Regions from separate parts of the Mus musculus genome. Here region 2 is linked to region 1. Evidence: chromatin contacts called from public promoter capture Hi-C data. All regions are on one chromosome and are shown on one strand. Each heading gives the region's core, a stretch centred on a gene start, on an enhancer-like site or on the middle of the called end of the contact. The rest is flanking DNA. Distances are from core to core; before and after follow the strand shown. Region 1 holds the start of Serpinb1b (serine (or cysteine) peptidase inhibitor, clade B, member 1b). Region 2 overlaps 1110046J04Rik (RIKEN cDNA 1110046J04 gene).

Region 1 (2,700 bases), core at 74-2,573:
TCTCTCATCAATGGCTTTATTGAAGGAGAGAACATGGCTCCAACAGGAACTGAAGATGGTACATCAAATGACCTGCTAGTGGGATGACACTATTTGACTAGGGCGCATGCACATCAAACCCTGCACTTGCAGCAGAAGGAAGTGCCCTGCAGCAGTGCTGAGGGACAATAAGCTTGGCTGTAGAGCTGGACAGGACAGCTTCCTGACTACCATGCTTTGGTGTGCCAGCCATTCTTCCACCTCTGCTCTTTAGAGCACACATCTTGGGGTTGCTTGTAGCTCTGTTCTTCCAGTGGCCCAAATGGGAGCTCTGACCCTGCCTTGGTGAAGAAGCCTCCTCTGACGCCTTCCTTTAAGGAATACCAATGGTGGCTAAAAGAAACAGGGATTCCAGATGCTCAGTCCACTCAGTACTAGCAGGGCCACCTGATCATTCATGGTAATGGGAGACACTACCAGAACTGTCAGGTTTGTACAGAATGTGATTACCCTTACTGGGCTGCAGTGGTCAGTAAAGTGAATGAGATGAGGTCATGTTCCATGTGGGATAAACATGGTTAGTAGACTGCACCAGGTGATGGGGGAAAGGAGAGAAAAAGATGTGAGAGGGGAGGGGACCAGGAGAAGGGACCAAGAGCGAAGAGAATCAAGATAGCCAAGAGAGCAAATGGCCAAAAATGGCAGGGTTACATAGGAAAGAGAAGCTTGCAGAAGAGTAGCCAGGGCCCCAGGGAGGAGATGTTTAGTTCAGGGGAGAGGTGAGAAAAACTGAGAAGAGCTACAGGTACTGATGGAAGATAGAAGCCAGAATGAATTTTGGTGTGCTAATAGGTACCACAGTTAGCCAGTTGCTTCTTTGGAACCCAACATAAAGGACTTTTTTTCCTCCTCCTCCTCCTCCTCCTCCTCTTCCTCTTCCTCTTCCTCCTCCTCCTCTTCCTTCTCTCTCTCTCTCTCTCTCTCTCTCTCTCTCTCTCATACATAGGTGTAGCTAGAAACTGGAGCACTGTGACCTTATTCAAGGGGCCACAAAGGTGCCTCTACACCCCCATGCACACACCTTACAAAAAAGGATCTCTAGCATTTTTGCAGTCTTTCAGTGGAATTCAAAAAGGAATCATTTGATTGGTAATGAGAATGTTTTTCCTCTCGGCTTTTCACAGCTCAGGAAGGAGTAATTTATCAAGTACTCTGCTTGGAGAAGTAGAGCATAGCCTGGAATGGAGGAACATGGATCCCTGTGGGCGCTTGCAATCTTCTGCTTTCATTTTGTCAGTCATGCAAGCACAGTTTTAAGTACTCACCAGGGGAGAAAAAGCTCTCTTCCCAGCTTGTGCTTGCCAGTAAGACACTCTCCTTTCAGAGTCAAGGCTGCAGCTGGCCTTGGGAGCTTCTTCCTAGGTCTCTAGCAAGTGGAGCCAGAGCTGCTACAGAGGAGGTAAGGGCCATGGGCAGCATCCCAGGAAGGTGGTTGGCAAGAGGGTGGGAGACCTCTCTGCACGTCCTCCTGGGACCTGCATGCTCTCCCCATGCCTCACCCTCACCCTAGTTGTGACACCAGACCAAGAAAGGCGATGTGGTTCCCCAGCCACATCCAAAGCCAAGCCTTTGGCCAGAGGAAGGAAGGCTGTCCCAGTCATGGTTTTGCTTTTGTTTTTCCCCTCAGCTTGCTTTTTGAACCTCTATCTGAGAGGACAGTGCCCTGCTGCTCCATAGCTTCAATCCTGGCTGCAGGGATGGAGGTTGGGAAGGAAGCTGGTGAGATCCTAGATCCTCAAAAATGATAACTGGATGTAGCCCTGGTAGCTAAACATCCACAGATACACAGCTGTGAATGGCCTGTACTTGGACAAACTGGAGTTCTGAGTTTAGGATCCAGATGGATTAGGAGTGAGTCCCAAGCAGGACTTGCTTACCCACTTCAGGGACCAGCTTCCTTCCAAATAGACACAGGAGAGTGTCTCTCTTCCCTGTCACCCATAGCCTGACTAGGGAGAGTGAGTGGCAAACCCAAATTTGCATATTTCATTCCAGCTGAGACTAAAGCCTTGACCTCAGGCATGGAGGACTGTAACCACTGAGAACTAATATGATAACATTGTTATCTTACGAGAATTCTCCTGTATGCAGAGTAGGTCCATATGGTTTTCTGGATTCATTGCACAGATGAATTCGAACCTGACATCCCACAGGGAGAGAGATGTGTGAGCTCCAGACAGAAGGCTGTGTAGTGTGGGCACTGTGCCAGGACCACCAGCATAATTTCTCCTAAGACACACCTGTCTAGAAAGTTAGAGCCATAAGACAACCTTGGCCCTGGGCCATGTCACTGCTCATATCTGGCCCCAGCTTTGTGTGCCTAGAGGAGTATTCTTGCCTCTTTGGAAAAATTGGAGGGAGCCGGATTAACCTACTGCAGGTGCTAGGGGTGGGTGGCAAAGCTGTGATAGGTGTTGGTAGTGTTGTAGCTGGCAAAGCTGATCTCCTGTCTGTTGCAGCCTTCACCATGGAGCAGCTGAGTTCAGCGAACACCCTCTTCACCTTGGAGCTGTTCCACACACTGAAGGAAAGCAGCCCCACAGGAAACATCTTCTTCTCTCCATTTAGTATTTCTTCTTCCTTGGCCATGGTCTTTCTGGGAGCCAAAGGCAGCACTGCAGCCCAGCTCTCTAAGGTTAGCAGAGGCCAAACTGGCCAGCT
Region 2 (2,700 bases), core at 21-2,520, 870 kb after region 1:
CAGCAGGTAAATGGATGTGACAAGCAGAAAAGTGACTAAATTCTTAAACATTGTATTTATGAAAGGGGGATGGGCTCATGCCACCATGCATTCATAAAGTTAAGAGGATAACTCTGTTCCCAGCTGATTCTCTCTTTTCCATCTTTAGATAAGTTTATGGGTTGCCAAGATTACAGGGCAAATGCTTTACCCAGCTAAGCCATCTTAGCAGTGTTTGTTTGTTTGTTTGTTTGTCAGTACTGGGGACTGAACCAAGGTCTCCTGAATACTAGGCAAGTACTCTACCACTCTACCACTGAGCAACATTCTTGAAAGGCAAATGCTTTAGCTAGCTAAACTGTCTCAGCAGTCATCCATCCATCCATCCTCCCACCTCTCTCTCTCTCTCTCTCTCTCTCTCTCTCTCTCTATCTATCTATCTATCTATCTATCTATCTATCTATTTTAGTGCTAGGGACTGAAGCAGGCTCTCCTGAACATTAGGCAAGCACTCTACCACTGAGCTACATCCCTAACCCTGGTTTTACTTTTTATTTTGAGACAGTATCTCAGTAAGTACCCAGGCAGGCCTTAAATTTTGTCTGTAGCCCAGGATAGACTCAAACTCCTTTAGTTTTCCACATAGCTGGATAACAAGTCTCTGACACCAGGTCCAGAATCAATTTCCATTTTGACATGAAAAGATTGAAGTTCCATGGGAAGTTCAAGAGAGGTCTAGGAACCAAGTGTCAATGTGATGTCAAATACATACAGACTGAAGTCATAGGCCTCAGTGAGGTTTTCCCAGAGAGGAGAAACATTCCCAGGAATGCCAGTACACAAAGGTAAATAGAGAGGAAAGAGCCAGAAGCTGACTAGGAGAGGACAAAGGGGCCTGAAACACTGAGGAATGGGTTATTAAGAACAAAGAGAAGGGACTAGTGCTTAAAAAAAAAAATGGACCAGGGTGGTTTGGGGCCATGAAGAATCCCTATTGAACAGCAATGTTGACAGCAGTGGCCTTCAAATAGGGAAGGATGGGGGCGTGGGGGCGTGGTTTGGTTTCTTGAAGAACAGTGAGGAGGCATAGGTATATGTGGATTTTTCTAGGGGAATGAATGGCAGGGAAGTGGAGTCAAATGTTAAGAGTCTCTATGATCAGGCCTGAAGCACCAGGGTTGGTAATAGGGCAGAAAGCTGGGTGAAGCTGGTGTGGTCTGGCCTAGAGCAGGAATGAGCAAGTGCTGGAGGATCTTTGGCACTGGAGTGAGCTTGTGACCTCTGTGGAGAGCAGAGCAGGGAGGTGGTCAGGGTTGCAGTGCCATGTCTCTAGACACCCAGAGGAAATGATTGGTGTGAGTCAGAGACAAATCATGATTAATCAGCTGGAGGAATCTGCCTGCTCTGGAAAGAGCCAGGACAAGGATAGTCATGACTCCAGATTACTGAAGGAATATGGCACATGGGTAATATGGAGAAGCCTCTCCTTTCCATGACCTAAAGACTAGGAAACTTAGGAAAACTTCACGTCCCTTAGCTCTGCCCCACTGCTGGAGTATCCTTTCTTCCCAGCTGTCCCTGAACCCAGCCACACAGGACTCCCCACTTGCTGCATCCAGAGTTTGAACCCCACAACCCACTCACTGCATCCTAGGCAGAAGCTCTCACACACCAGCACGGCCACTGGAATGGAACTAAGCCACAGGGGCCTGTGCTAGAGTCAGGCTGAAGTCCAGAGGATGGAGATGAAGTCACATACTTGGGAGAATTGAGATCCCAGAGGACAGGGATTCTGAGAAGAGGGCAGTGGTGGTTGGGGGTGGAGGCTGGGTAGGGGGATCGGGACAAGACAGGGGCTGAGGTAGACCTGGGACTTCACGGGCTGTGGCCCAGGAGGATTTTGGTCAGGGTCTGATTGGGGGTTTTGAGGCTGGACTGCTGAGAGAAAGATCCCTGGTTAAACCCTGTGGGGCCAAGGCTAGGAAGGGGTGGGTGGGGTTGGGGTAGAGTGGTAGAAAAGGTCAAGTGACAACTTAACCTAAGATGACCGGCCTGTTAGCCACAGGGTGTGGCTTAGACTGTGCTCTTGGCCAGCAAGTAAGGAAATTAAGCAGATCACATGTGATCTGCTGGTACAGCAAAAAGCACATGCAGTCACTCTCTTTGGACAGTTAATCTAGCCTGTACTGGCAGAGTCCTGAAGCCTTGTTTTCTGTTGTCATTCCAAATGTTTCATTAGTTATTTGAGCCCTCCACTCAAACTTAGGATGTTTTTATAGTTCTTATATAACACAAACTGGGCTAGGGATGTATGTCAGCTGGAAGACTGCTTGCTTCCCTTCTACAGAACTGACTTTGATCATAGAAAACCTGGGAAAGTATGTATACCTGCACTCCTGGCACTCAGGTAGCTGTAGTAGAACCTGAAACTCAAAATCATCCTTGAGTTCCAGCTACATGAGACATTCTCTCAAAAGGAAACACATAAATAACAAAACAAGAGTGAATCCTTTAAAAAACAAACAAACAAACTTCCATGAATTCCCAAAGGTCTTACTGTTTAGTTACTTTAATATACTATTCTCCAAGTTAGCCAAATAAGGTAAAGCTTTACTACTCAACTTGGAAAACAGAATTCAAATCTAGAGGTCTTCCTTTCTATGCCTGCTAGATGTCAGGCTGTAAATAAGAAGCTGAGGGGATAGGGACAGAAGTATTTAC

Evidence for each region. Promoter capture Hi-C pulls out the DNA fragments that hold promoters and counts their contacts.
Region 2: a contact with region 1 is called in a promoter capture Hi-C map of 3T3-L1-derived adipocytes, with 9 times the contacts expected there. The contact joins the enhancer-like site here to the promoter of Serpinb1b in region 1. A contact is called at or near these places in 5 of 39 promoter capture datasets (the 3T3-L1 cell line, 3T3-L1-derived adipocytes, hippocampal neurons and 2 more) and 1 of 9 other capture datasets (embryonic stem cells).

Annotation. Positions count from the first base shown.
Region 1 is chr13:33,082,780-33,085,479 of GRCm38.p6, forward strand. Serpinb1b (serine (or cysteine) peptidase inhibitor, clade B, member 1b) reads left to right here and starts at 1,324. Exons shown (of 7, transcript NM_173052.2): 1 at 1,324-1,438; 2 at 2,499-2,674. The coding sequence starts at 2,507.
Region 2 is chr13:33,950,216-33,952,915 of GRCm38.p6, forward strand. The region is part of intron 1 of 1110046J04Rik (RIKEN cDNA 1110046J04 gene); the gene reads left to right. It also overlaps a transcript of Serpinb6a not described here. Among named protein-coding and RNA genes, the nearest start is that of Nqo2, 13 kb to the right of the region's middle. Within about 2 kb of position 1,271, at least 88 of the 459 cell types and tissues checked have an H3K27ac peak or open chromatin away from gene starts, as enhancers often do. A contact at or near this core is called in 3T3-L1-derived adipocytes, where this site is marked.